Linked DNA regions of Gossypium hirsutum: regions 1 and 3 are each linked to region 2. Evidence: chromatin contacts called from public Hi-C data. All regions are on one chromosome and are shown on one strand. Each heading gives the region's core, a stretch centred on a gene start, on an enhancer-like site or on the middle of the called end of the contact. The rest is flanking DNA. Distances are from core to core; before and after follow the strand shown.

What was found. Hi-C and Micro-C count contacts between places; a contact is called where the count stands out from the background.
Region 1: a contact with region 2 is called in a Hi-C map of hypocotyl, with 3 times the contacts expected there. The contact joins the promoter of LOC107893295 here to the promoter of LOC107893501 in region 2. A contact is called at or near these places in 4 of 34 Hi-C or Micro-C datasets (callus, hypocotyl and leaf).
Region 3: a contact with region 2 is called in a Hi-C map of leaf, with 2.1 times the contacts expected there. The contact joins the promoter of LOC107894823 here to the promoter of LOC107893501 in region 2. A contact is called at or near these places in 3 of 34 Hi-C or Micro-C datasets (anther, hypocotyl and leaf).

What each region holds. Positions count from the first base shown.
Region 1 is chrA13:104,956,197-104,960,972 of Gossypium_hirsutum_v2.1, forward strand. It overlaps LOC107893295 (galactinol synthase 2), which reads left to right and starts at 2,065. Exons shown (of 3, transcript XM_016818244.2): 1 at 2,065-2,606; 2 at 2,695-3,015; 3 at 3,105-3,584. The coding sequence starts at 2,262. The coding sequence ends at 3,470. LOC107893294 (ADP-ribosylation factor 2-B) reads right to left here. Exons shown (of 7, transcript XM_016818243.2): 6 at 4,600-4,681; 7 at 4,311-4,512. The coding sequence ends at 4,507.
Region 2 is chrA13:105,195,538-105,199,836 of Gossypium_hirsutum_v2.1, forward strand. It overlaps LOC107893501, which reads right to left and starts at 2,521. Exons shown (of 1, transcript XM_016818514.2): 1 at 1,112-2,521. The coding sequence starts at 2,215. The coding sequence ends at 1,508. It overlaps LOC107893500, which reads right to left. Exons shown (of 4, transcript XM_041085571.1): 3 at 3,546-4,299; 4 at 2,850-3,077. The coding sequence ends at 3,559.
Region 3 is chrA13:105,325,582-105,330,348 of Gossypium_hirsutum_v2.1, forward strand. It overlaps LOC107894823 (agamous-like MADS-box protein AGL80), which reads right to left and starts at 3,304. Exons shown (of 1, transcript XM_016820027.2): 1 at 2,490-3,304. The coding sequence starts at 3,181. The coding sequence ends at 2,690.

The DNA of each region.
Region 1 (4,776 bases), core at 815-3,314, 240 kb before region 2:
AGAGCCAATAAGCAACAGCAGTCGACCTGACACAGTGACATCCCACACCAGCAAGCTAACTAGGAACCCAACCAACCAACATTTAGCCCACCCAATAGAGCAACCATTAACCCACTCTATAATCGATGCCAGTGTGGTGACTAATTAGTGGCTCAATTTAAAAAGCAAAATCAACCCCCAACCTTCTATGGGCTAATTTGATTTTTTAGAGAAAAGTTGAAGGTGAAAAAGGCCATTATGCCTTATTAAAAGAATCATACAGTACATTCCCAACTGTTGAAAACTCAAAATTTGGACGTAAAACAAAGGGGTGGGCGTTAAGTGTAAAGTGAAAAAGAATTTTCTTAAAATTAAGGGCTAATTTGATTTTTTAGAGAAAGATTGAGGATGAAAAATGTCATTATGCCTTATTAAAAGAATCTTGTAGTATATTCCATTCCCATTCCACCTGTTGAAAACTCAAATTTTGGACGTAGAACAAAGGGATGAGAGTTAAGTGTAAAGTGAAAAAGATTTTTCTTAAAACATTATCCAAAAAATCTGGTCGGTTAGTCCCCAACATCACTTTCATTATCTTGATGCAATTGTTGGTTTAATTGTGTTTCAGTCCTTATACTCTTTGAAATTTAGTTTCTCTACATGTTTGATTTAAAGATTAAAATTCAATTAATAAAACTATTAATTAACTTATTTTAAATATGAATATGTGGTTATCATTTGAAGTTTAACTTTTAAATTAGGTCTTTGGATATTGAAATGTCACATTCAAATTTAACCAAAAAAATTTATCATTTGGACTTTAATTTTTAAATTAGAAAAGCATAAAGACTAAATTCTTGGAAATAAAAGCAGTGGGACTAAATTTTAAAATTTTAAAGAATACAAGGACTGGGAGAAGAATTAAACGTGCAATTGTATGTTTTGGGTTAGGGTTAACTAACTTAACTAGAAACAAGAATTGCAAAATTTAACGAAAGGCAAGGCAACGGCTGTGATTGGACCGTTTGATTCAAACAGGCACACGCATTTTACCACGTGGCAACTCGCCGACCTTTCAATTTCATGGCGGCACGTGGCATCCGATTAATGCCCCTCCCCCAGCACCATGACACGAAAACAGGTGTAGTGGACCCTACGTCACCTTCTTGCCACTTGCCCCTAGAGTTACAAAATATACAGAACATATAAATGACCGACCCCTATGAGGGTGCCACCTTGATTCGGGTTGATTACGTGGCGATATACGGTGGACCCCATGCTACGTGGTCCACCAGAAATTTCCCACGTTGACACGTGTGTTTGGGAAATCCACGTGTGCTATTTGTATGGGGCTTTTAATTTCTTGTAGGGCTGTGGTCGGTGGATCTCTCCCCCTATTTCTCGGTGATGTTGCCTACTGGTGTGGGGTTTGGGTTGGGTTAGGGTAGTTTAATCTGCACTTTAGTATAAAATCTTAATGGGTTTAATTCTGATTTTAGTCCCTCTATAATGTTGAAATTTGAGAAAATTTTATTTTAATTTAATATAATTTAGTTTTTTTTTCCCTATAATATTATTAATAGATTCAGATTGATGATACTATTAATTATTGTGAGAGATGTTTGTGTACCAAATCAAACCATATGACCTAATTTAAAAAAAAAATTCAAGTTGAAGCTTGAGCTTAACCATGCTAGACCTACTCAAATAAATTTTTTTACTATTTAAAAATTAAAAATTAAAAATTAAAAATATATTTTTATATTAATATTTATATATTTATACTGAAATTTTAATATTTTAACAAATTATTTAATATGAATTCAAGCAGAGTAGCTGCTATTAATGTGATTGAGTTAAGAATGATGCCTTAATTGTATGATTGAATAACAACAAAAGAATAAAGTCAAAATAAAATAGAGGACTAAATCCTGAGTTTCAACACAATAGAGGGACTAAAAGCAGAATTATATAGAATTAATGCAACGTTGGATTGGATTCTTTAATTATTTTGTAATTCTCATTATTAAAAAAGAAAAGAAAAAGGATCAATCCAATTCCTATATAAACGTCCACTTGCTCCCCCCAAGAACCTCACTCAAGGCAATCAAAGTTTCTCTTGCAATATACATACCAAACACTTTTCTCTCAAAGTTTACAAGACAGTCATCATTTTCCTTCCAACCAAACACTCTTCAACACCTTAAACATTGTCATACGGCCCATTTGATCCTATCAAAACATAACATCTTTTTCTCTCACCTTTGTTCCAAATTTCAAACATGGCACCTAATATTACCAGCAACAGAGCTGCCACTGTCACCGCCAGGGTCCCGGCTCTGACCAAGGCTCCCATCCCTCCCGAAAGGGCTTACGTTACTTTCTTGGCAGGTAACGGTGACTACGTCAAGGGTGTAGTGGGGCTAGCCAAGGGCCTAAGGAAAGTCAAGAGCAAGTACCCACTCGTGGTGGCGGTCTTGCCGGACGTGCCAGAGGATCACAGAAAGATTCTGGTGGCTCAAGGGTGCATAGTCAAGCAGATCGAACCCGTCCTCCCACCTGAGAATCAGACCCAGTTTGCCATGGCCTACTACGTCATCAACTATTCCAAGCTACGTATATGGAAGGTATGTTGTTGTTGTTGTTTGTTTTTTTTTTTTTGCATGTGGCTAAAAACGTAACGTAACCTTACACATAATGCTTTAAAATTTGCAGTTTGTGGAGTATTCCAAGATGATATACTTGGATGGAGACATTCAAGTGTTTGACAACATAGATCACTTGTTTGACGTGGAAGATGGTTACTTTTATGCTGTGATGGATTGTTTCTGTGAGAAAACATGGAGCCACACCCCACAGTACAAGATAGGTTACTGTCAGCAGTGTCCTGACAAGGTGGAGTGGCCTGCTCACTTGGGTCCTAAACCCCCTCTTTACTTCAACGCTGGAATGTTTGTATATGAACCCAACCTTTCTACTTATTATCAACTCTTGGCCACTTTCAAAGTTACCCCTCCTACACCTTTTGCTGAACAGGTAACAATTATATTCGACCTTTCTTTTTTATTTAACTTCCTATATCAAGCGTCTTGAATTTTAATGTACTTTTGTTATGTTTGATGCAGGATTATCTGAACATGTTCTTTAGGGACATATACAGGCCCATCCCACCAATTTACAACCTGGTGATGGCCATGCTATGGCGTCACCCGGAAAACGTTGATGCAGAAAAAGCCAAGGTGGTTCACTACTGTGCAGCTGGGTCCAAGCCATGGAGATTTACTGGGAAAGAAGAGAACATGGATAGGGAAGATATTAAGAAGCTGGTGACCAAATGGTGGGACATTTACAATGATGCGTCGCTCGACTACAGTATTGGTGAAGCAGAAGAAGCAGAGGAGGAGGATGAACAAAGAGGGATTGAACAATTTTTGGCAGCGCTGTTGGAAGCTGGCGTTGTTCACTATATCAGCGCCCCATCCGCTGCATGAAGTTTGTGGCCAACGGTGGCGATATATATGATCATGTATAAAATATATCTTAAGTTTAAAACAAGAGTCTGCATTGTAAATGTGTTTTATGTAAGGGTTTTTTTTTTCGGCTTACTAGTTGCTTTCTTCTCTCCTCGGGGAGTTTTAATTTTTTTAAAATTTTAACCTGGTAACTCTTAAAATTATAAAAATTTAATTTAATATTTTAAAATTATGAAAATATAAATTATTAAAATAATGAAATAACATTTTGAGAATATTTTAGTTTCATAAAATTATAAAAATTTAATTTAATATTTTAAAATTATGAAAATATAAATTATTAAAATAATGAAATAACATTTTGAGAATATTTTAGTTTCATAAAATATAAATTATAAAATGAGAGAAATTATATTTTGACAATATTTTAGTGTCGTCCCTGTCTGTCCTTCCTTTTTTGTGATGTTCAGATAACTTATACTAACAAATATAGTGAGTTAATAATGAGAAGCTCCCACCAAGCAATAAAGTTTTGTGGGAATTGAATCTTAACAGTGATTGCTTGAGTTAAGGTTTGAAAAATTGTTTAAAACTTAGATTAATTAATAAAGAGAATGGATACAGGTGCTGGGGAAGATAAGTGATTTAACCAGGGTAGTAAATAATTTGCATTACATTGCTTTTAATATAGGTCTGGATTTCCGTCAACAATTTTCATCTCTGATAATATCAAAATTGTACAGTGTACATTAGTGTGCTTTCTGGAATTAGAGTTCAGGTGATCATATAGAAAAAAGTTTCATATTAAATCATTCACTCATTCCTTTGGGCAAAAAAACGTAAGATGAGATTTAGACGTCAACTAAGTATTTGATAAGAATATTATTTGAGAAATCAATCTACAAAGAAGGCCAAAGGCCTCTAATTTCAGTAGTACGGCGAATATATATTAATTATATAACACAATCTGATACATTTCCTGTAAAACTTAAAAAAGGAACCAGAAAATAATAAGGATAGCTGCCTGAAGATATGACTGGAATTCAACCAACCCTCAACCCTATGGAAACAAAACAAGCAACGCAATAAGTTACAACTGAACAATATCCACAAAATGGATGCACGTGAGTTGTGAGTCTCATCCTACCTTGTTAGCAATGTTGTTGGAAAGCCAGTCCAGTCCCTCATACAGCCCTTCGCCAGAGGTGGCACAAGTACTCTGGATATACCTGTGAGAGACGCACAAGAATATGAATACAAGCGATTACATTTTGCAAATGCAAACAAACAAATACCCTAATAAGTAGTAAGCAAACAGGGAAAC
Region 2 (4,299 bases), core at 1,271-3,770:
TTTCAACAACTGAACATCCAAATTGGCATTTGAAACTTATTTGGACTACCATGTAAGACTGCCGTTAGGGAGATAGCGGAATTTAACGGTAGAGTGGTCACTTCGTAACAAAATGATAACATTAAGTGACTAAAACATAACATTTCAAACATAAGTGACTAAAATGTAATCTAAGGCAAACAAAAGTGACTATTTTTGTAGTTTACCCAAAATATATTTGGTCGTGAATTTGGCTTTAAAATTTTAATAATTATAGATTTTGTCACACCAATAATGTACGTGAAAGGAATTGTTTTATGTTTAAAATTTATTTAACAATGAATATAGGGGTTGATGATGAATTTATATTTTTTAATACTATTAAACACATGTTGAATCCTTAAATTTATAATTATTTTATTTAAAGATGATATAGAAATATAAAAAAGATAAAATTACTATGGTAATAATATTAATTATAATTTTTTTAAAAATGAATATCATAACTGGAAGTATTAGATTAGATTAGATATATAAATAAAGTAATTATAAATTCAATTGTAAATTTTAAAATCAAATCGACCCTTTGATTTAACCTCTCACATTTATTTGTGCCAACTTTAAAATTACCTAGCAAAAATGCATTTTTGGCTACAGTGCAAATACCTATTCAATACTTATACCAATATTGTCCTGTCTGTTAACATCTGAGCGTTGCTCAGTTGTGCTGGAACCTTGAAGCACTTGGCCTGCCACTTTTACTTACTACGCTACATCGCTTTGAAACAGAACCAAGTGAACCCTGTTATGAATCAACTTGGCGGTGGTGGACATATGCCTCAACTGCCACTGGTCATTCCATTTTCATCTTTTGATTAAATATCACGTTTGAAGTGTTTGGTCAAGTCAACCACCTTAATCAAAAGCAAGAAACACCTTACCCAAAACACACAAACATATGAGCTCGCCTTCGATTGTTCCTAAGTACTCGTGTAAGAGACCCACCATGACTTCATAATAACACCTAGAGGATGAAGAAGCTCAAAAGAAGCCTATAAAAATACCTCCCAAGAGAGGGGGATCAATCTATTACAGCCCATATGTTTCTTGGAATCATTTAACAAACTTCAGATAAGCCCAGAAAATGTAACATATATTACATGAACAAAACAACCACATGTTAAGGAAACTGATACTCCTTAGAACTCAAATCAAAGTCTGTTCTGTTTTGCTTCATGTCCTCATTTCTAACACAATTTTGTAGTATATTGAAGAAACGCAAAGGAAAAAAAACAGAAAAAAAAAGCAAAGATCAACTCTGAGAGTCATAGTGTTAACAGTTTTTGTGACCCAACCCAATCTGCAAACCACCAATTGTGGGATTAACACAGGTAGAAAACCAATCAAAATTTCTTGCTGCAAACGATGCAATGCAAGCATGTAAGATAATGATGAAGAATAAATGAAAAACAATGTACAGCCTTGGTTTCCAAGCTTTGACACCTCCATCAAAACACACAAAAAGAACTCAATCGTCGGCTTTAACAAGACTATCTTCTATATGTCGTACGAGATCAACATCAATATCCCCATCCCCATCACCGTCACCATCTTCATCACCATTGTCCACGCCCAAGTCCTCAACTTTGGCCTCATTTTCTTTTCTGGCCTTTTCCTTACGAGCAACAACGAGTAGATGTTCGAGGGATTCCCTTGCCCGTTTTCTTGCAAGCGCCGCCTCCCTTACCTTCCTGTCAGCCTCGGCCCATGCTACGGTAACGGCCTTCCCCATGGAAAAGGAGGCAATCTTGGCAGCGCAGAGCAAAGCGTGAGCGAGCTTCTTGTCGATCTTGTTGTCCTTGAGAGGAAAGAAAGAGAAAGAAGAGTCCTTACAAGGTGGGCAGAGGTAAGAGGTGAGAACGGTGTCGCCTGCGCAGTGAGAATGGGTGAGGGAGCAGCAATTGGAGCAGTTGACACGTTTGGAAGGATGGGGTGGGGAGCCGCCGTAGAAGGTAAAGCAAGCAGGGCAGAACGAGGAAGGGTGGAGGCGGAGGACACAGGCAGTGCAAAGGCGGCGTAGGATGCCTAAGTGGCGAACTTGGTGGATAAAGAAGGGAGAATGGCCACTGCAGTTGCTGCATTCTTTGGATAGTAATGGATTGTTGAGTTTGCTGGCGGCGGCGGTGGGGAGGGTCATGCCAATATTGCCATTCCTAGTACTCAAACCAGTAGCCATGGTGATCGAGGACCCCCTTCTCTGCCCTGCCCTCCTCTGGTTTGAGTCTTACAATGTTTAGTCTTTTTTCTTTGTTAAAACTATATTTAGGGTTTATTGTGTTTTAAGACTCATTTATTATTACTTACAAATATATACCAACTTTAAGTTCAACCATGCTGTCATTGGCATGGTTTAGGTTTAATATAATTATTATAATTTATAGACAATATTTAATAATATTTTCAGGTTTTTTTTTTTTAAAAAAAACCCTGCCCTATGACCTTAATTAAATTCGAAATCAAATCTCTAAATAATCGTTTTAGTCTTTTACCGTTCAAACTCAACCAACCTTTTATCATTTGTCATACACATTTTTCTGATTCTGTAGCAAAACTAAGGTTGTGTCTTCTTATTGATTTAAATACCTTTAGTACTACAGCCTCTAATGTCAGCTCTCTATATATTGCTTACTCATTACACAAAGCAAGCAAGTTTACAGCTTCTTTTGACTTCCCTCCATCTCAACATCCCCTACATTACAAGAAGCAGGTGCACCAAATGAAGAGCATTTCCACTGTATCTCATCCAAATACCATCTTTCCACCATCAGAGTTTCTTTTAGCTTAGCACATCCGTGGTTCACAAACTTAAACCAATCAATCTCTTCCTCAATATGCACCGACAAAAGATGATCAACTTTATGGTATCATTTATTACCTTCCAATCAACAGAGGTATAAATAGCTAGTTTAACCAACCATTAGTTTCCCTACTGATCACTGACATGTTCAATGACCAGAGCAGCCATTGCCCTCATCACTAATATAAACGCCGTTGCTTGCATGTACAGTATGTGATGCACTTGATCCTTAATGTGATCCCTATAAAACACCAACATATAAGAGGAATAATTGGTCGAATGGCGATATCAACACACTTTCAAGAAAGGAATAAAATCGACGGCTATTGCCATCCACAGAATTCTGCTAACAAATCAAAAATATTTCATCACATATGCTACAGAGCAATACGAGGGGACACAGATGGGTGAAAATGCAGAATATCCGCCAACTGGCTCATGTAAACCCTACAAAAACTTGTAGGTTCTAGTGCAGCACAGATATAATAAGCATGTGTTATACAAACAGTCGAACATTCTTCTTAAAGCTGCATGTAAAATTGCACATAAAAATGCTAAATACACAAGCCGTCTATTAAAAATAGGCTCTCTCCACAGAAACCAGTCTTAGATCAAATATGGAATCGAATGAAGCAATGCCACTATATTGATGTATTCAGTATCACTGATGCAAGCTTTAAAGAACAGAACACGAATACTCAATACGTACAGTTTACAACAATTTACAAGAGCTCTTTGCAAGTGGCCTTGTTGTGTCCAAGACCCTTGCACTTACTGCACTGGAGTTGGCGCTTCATTGCCTCCTGTAATCCAACTTTCTTTGTGGTAGGCCGACCTGGTGGACGACGTGTTGGTGGAGTTACAGTCATTACGGCTTCCGAATAATCATTCTGCATAGCCCAGTCCATATCTGGAATAGGCTTGACAGATTCTGCATAGGTTAATCTGTAGCTCTCAGTTGAAAAGTATCTTGAGCAATAATCATAAGGGCTTCGTCCAATGCAATTGATAACAGCAATAGCATGGCAGCATGGTAAACCAGTAAGTTGCCAACCTTTACAACTACAATCCCAACCATCCATGTCAACCACTTCAGTGGACTCACCTTGAACCTCAAATTCGCTACCAGTAGTCAGTTGCACTTGAAGGGCACTGACTTTCAAGCTCTCCTTTTCCAGCTTTTCCTCCATGGATGGAGTCAGCCTTGTTAACCACTGATCAGAATCGGTCCTACGGAAATAAATTAACTCCATAATCTCTCCCCGTATGACATCAACCATCTGTGTTATAGGTAATTCATCTGCATCTGATGCCCAGCTGTAAAAGAGTTCACCAAAGTTTGATTTCATATGGTTATATCTGGCACCCTGGAAAAGTGAATTTGCCCAATTCTGGGGCTCACTTTGCATGATCCAATTGTAAGCTTCCAGTGAAAGACTTTTGATGCCCTCAGTAATCTTATG
Region 3 (4,767 bases), core at 2,054-4,553, 130 kb after region 2:
TTTATAAACTTTAGAATACTCACCTAAAAATTGGGTACGATATTGACACGGGCTGGCACATGGGCGTGTGGCCAGCCCGTGTGGAAATGCCTAAGCCATGTGGATACTGAAAAAAACTCTTTTTGACCGATTTTGGCTTCTTCTTTTTTTTTTTTGCTCCTTTTACTCCTCTATGCTCACCCAAGTATAGAAACATGAATTTAAAGGATTAGGAGCATCAAATTCACTAATTTACATAATAAATCATCCAAAAACGCATCAAGAATGGGATTAAAAACATGTTACTTTTATGGCTTATCAGCCATGTTTCCATTAAAGCTCTAATTGTCCTTAACGAACTCCAAAAAATTTAGGTGTCCAACCCATCCAACAACAAATCTGAATGGTCTACCTTTGGGTAAGTTGGCATCAGGTCTTAGAATAAGGAGTAGAGGCTTATGGTAAGACTTGATTCGCGGGAGATGAGTCACCAAACTAGGAGGAAATACAGTAAGCCACACATTATTACCAGCAGCCCTATCGACACCCTCGTGGATCCCGCCTCTAAGCCAAGTGAAAGAGGGACTATGAAAACCCAAATCATTCAAATCCATAAAAGTATCTTATTGCAATCTAAATCAATAAAATTCCCCAAAAAAGAACACCTCTTCCTTGGATGTCGCTCACTTTTCTTTTCACTAGCGGAAAGAATAGCATTAAAGCCTCCAATTTCCATCAAGGAGTAGACATAACAAGAATAACGGTCTTTAGATCATCCAAAAGTAACATGTTTTAGCCTAGTTCTTAATGCATTTTTGGATGATTATTCGATTTAAAATGGTGAATTTTATGCTCTTAATCCTTTAAATTCATGTTTTTAGACAAGGAAGCATTTGGGAGCAAAAGGAGAGAAAAACGAATGAAAACTGAAAAAATCAGAGCAAGGTACAGAGACTACAAGGGCTGGTCACAAGGTCGTGTGAGCCTCACGACCATGTGCCAGACCGTGAGGAAATCACGATCTACACTCCAAACATGTGGGAAAATGCTATTTTTAGGTTTTTTGAGCATTCTAAGACATACCGAATATGAGAGGAGGGGAGGGAATTGTCATAAAATACTCAAGAAAACAACTCGAAAAACACCATTGAAACCAACTCTGAAGCAAATTTCCATCAAGATTGAAGATCTCCATTTGCTTTCTTTGAAGTTTATTATGAGTTTTTTTATTTCTTGTGGTTATACTATCTTTGGGATGTTTTTATTTGCGAGCGTGAACTAACTTTCTAAATACCTAGGGGAGATGAAACCTATGATGAATTCTATCTTTGATTTCTATTTTACACAAAAAATAATTGAATCTTGTTCTCATTTATGTGTGCTTAATTCTTGGTTTAATATTTTTCGAGCTATTAATACGTGTTTGATGTGCTGAAATTAGAGGAGGAAAAGTCTCTGCTTCAGCATAGATTTAGCATAATTGAGTGGAGTTCCATACAATCCTAGAAATAGGACAACATAAATCTATCGGATTAGAGTCAAATATAATAGGAGATCCATATATCTAGTTAATGCAATAACAGGGGTTTTAATTAGAAAGAAATTTCAATTAATCAACCTACAGTCAGTTTCTCATACTCTCGAAAGAGATATTAGCATAATTTAGAGATTTCTACGGATCAATGTACTAAGTGAAGAAATTGTTTAATTCATATTGATAATGACAGATGAAATCTAGGTAGATTCTTTCTTGGGTATTGTTTCACTTCCTAGTTGTTAATCGTTTGATTTCCTTATTCGTTCTTTGTTGTGTTTTTTAGTTAATTAATTCAATTAATTTCAGTTTTAATCAAACTCTCTAATTTTTCGATTAAATAACAGAAAGACAGTAATTACTAGTACTTTTAGTCCTCGTGGGAATGATATCTTTGCTCGCTGTAGCTATACTATTAATTGATAGGTGCACTTGCCTTAGTCAAATTTTTAGTTAATTTACGATTGCATCAAACATTGTTACTCTCAAGAGATCCCTTACCCCAAAGTTTCTCCCTCCAAGAAAATATTGGTTCATAGGATAGCTCAACGACCATATAGATACCTTCCTCCCCTTCGGTTTCTTTAAAATGTACACTTTTGGTATTCTAATCGACTTCCGACGAGCGAGAGCCACCACAATCTTCATTAATAGGGAAAAAAAATCTTGTTTCTTTTTATCAATATATTAACAAAACTATTTTATAAATTTCTTCAATTATGTTGATTAAACCTTAACTCAATTAAATTTTTTTTATTATAACAATTAAGAGAATGTTGATTTAAGCGTATTTAAACACTTAGTGGAAAGGAAGTATGAGTCTCAACAGAAATCTGAAATGTTATTTTCAGTACAAATCTAAACTCATACAAAAAACATTAATATGTTTTTTTACTTTCTAGTTCAAATTTTTTTTTATTTTTTACAAATAAGCCTTCATAAATAATGACTCAATAGAAATCTGAAATGGGGGAAATGATATATTTCGATTACTACAAAGACGATAGCCACATAAAATATTCAAATTCTATGTAATTTATTGAACCATATTAAATTCAAAGGGTAAACGACTACAATATTTGGTCGACATAACACAAGCAAAAATTGAATTTGATACACCTATATATCCCAAGAAAAAGAAGGCACTAGATCTAGAGAGCACTGCAAATAACATCCTTAGGAACGAGACGCTTTAGTAAGCACACGAACTCTATTTTCAATATCCTTCAAGTTTTGATTAACCAACAAACCCACCTCATTCAAGTCCATCGCATTCAAACTCTGAAATATCCCTTTTCCACTCAAGCTTTCGAACATGACTTTTTTCAACTCTTTCTGGCGGTTCTCCTTGCATAGTTTCCAGAGCTGCTGATTAGCTTTGGCTATGCTTTGCTCGAGGAAACTCTCTTGGTTAACCATCTTATTGTTTCGTATCGACTCGGGCAACTTCTTGAACTCGGAAAGTAACCTTCGGGCATCCACGTGGGACGGCCATACCTCTGGTTGAGAGTCGAAATCAGGAGAGTGGATAATAGCACAAGCCTCAATCCCACAAAGGGTAGTGAGTTCATGCACCTTCTTCACCAAACCCTTGGTTCTTTTCTTGTAGGTAGTTTTCCTTTTTGAATCATTGGTAATGTAGGCAAGCTTCATTTTCTTTCTAGACATGGAGAATTGAAGTCTCAGTTTCTATGTATTTGGTTGCATGTTACGCCAACAGTGTGTACGCTTATATATGGATATTAGAGGATTGTAGAGAAGAAGGGATGCATCACTTGTCCTCGCTGGACACATATTAATTTTGACCTAAAAAGGAAATGAGAAGACAGGTGTTTAAATTCCAGATATGATACCAAATTCATTACCATAGTAGCTGTAATTTTAATGTAGACATTAAATGCATAAGTATGTTTTGGGTTCATATCTCTGGCTGTCAGTTGCATATTTCTTATTTCAGTGATATATACCATTTATGTCACAAAAGTCCAAATAAAATTTAAGATATTTGGGTTTGGGCCAACTAGAATAGAAAACTTAACCCAATACTTAACCCAAAGACCAGACCGACACTAAAGACTTGATAAACAACACCAGTGCTATATATGAATTTAGAGAATAAAACAAATATTAACAAAGAGATACAAGCTATTGGGTAAAAGTAGCCTCCACAAGGGCATCAAGACTCATATGGGTTACACTCAAGCTTCCAGGCCATCAAAGTTGTGTGCTTTGTTGATCCATTGAATCTCAATGTATTGTCTACAAATGGTATTTCGTTAGTTAGAGGTGGGATCAACATTGATATTTCAAAACAACTCTTATACATTTTGGATATGAGAACAACTGCTCCCTTGTAGTAATATGCCTGTACACTTCTTTATTCCACATTTTCAGAACTGACTAAACCCATTTTAAAGCTATCTCGAATAAGTTGGGAAAAAGAAGGTGCTGCACCTAAGAAGCCAAGAACTAAAAAGACCTGTTGTGACAAATATGTCTTGTCAAATACGAAGAAATCAGAATGGGTTGATGGTTCTATTTCAGCAGGGGAAGATGAAACAAAGTTGTGCCTTGGATTGAACAAAACCACTCACTATTCGTAATTTACTTAGATATAACAATTGATATATTATATGAAGTTAGAAGTTTATGTCTACTAACTTATATCTCACACTATAAAGTAAATTCATATTAGTTATAATTAATGGTCACTAAACTAACTATAAATACGACTAAGGCAAGCGCACCTATCGAACAATAGTATAGTTATGGTGAGTAGGGAATATCGTATCCACGAGGACTAAAAGTACTAGTAATTACCATTTTTTCTATTATTTAGCCGACAAATTGGAGTGATTGTTTTTAATCTAAATTTACTAATCTAAATTATCTAATAAACCCAACAGAGAATGAAATAGGAAAATAATCAAAGATAACCAATGAGATAGACAATACCCAGGAAAGAATCCACCTAGACTTCACCTATTATTATGAATCTGAATTAAACGATTTATTCACTTGTGTCTTGATCCGTAGAAATCCTTAAATTATATTAATATTTCTTTCGAGAGTAAGAACAACTGACTCTAGGTTGATTAATTGAAATCTGTTTCTAATTAAAACCCCTAACGTCGTATTAACTCGATCTATGGATTCCCCTATTAGATTTGACTCTAATCCGGTAGATTTATGTCGTCCTATTTCTAGGATTGCATGCAAATCCACTTAATTATGCTAGATCTACTCTTAAATAA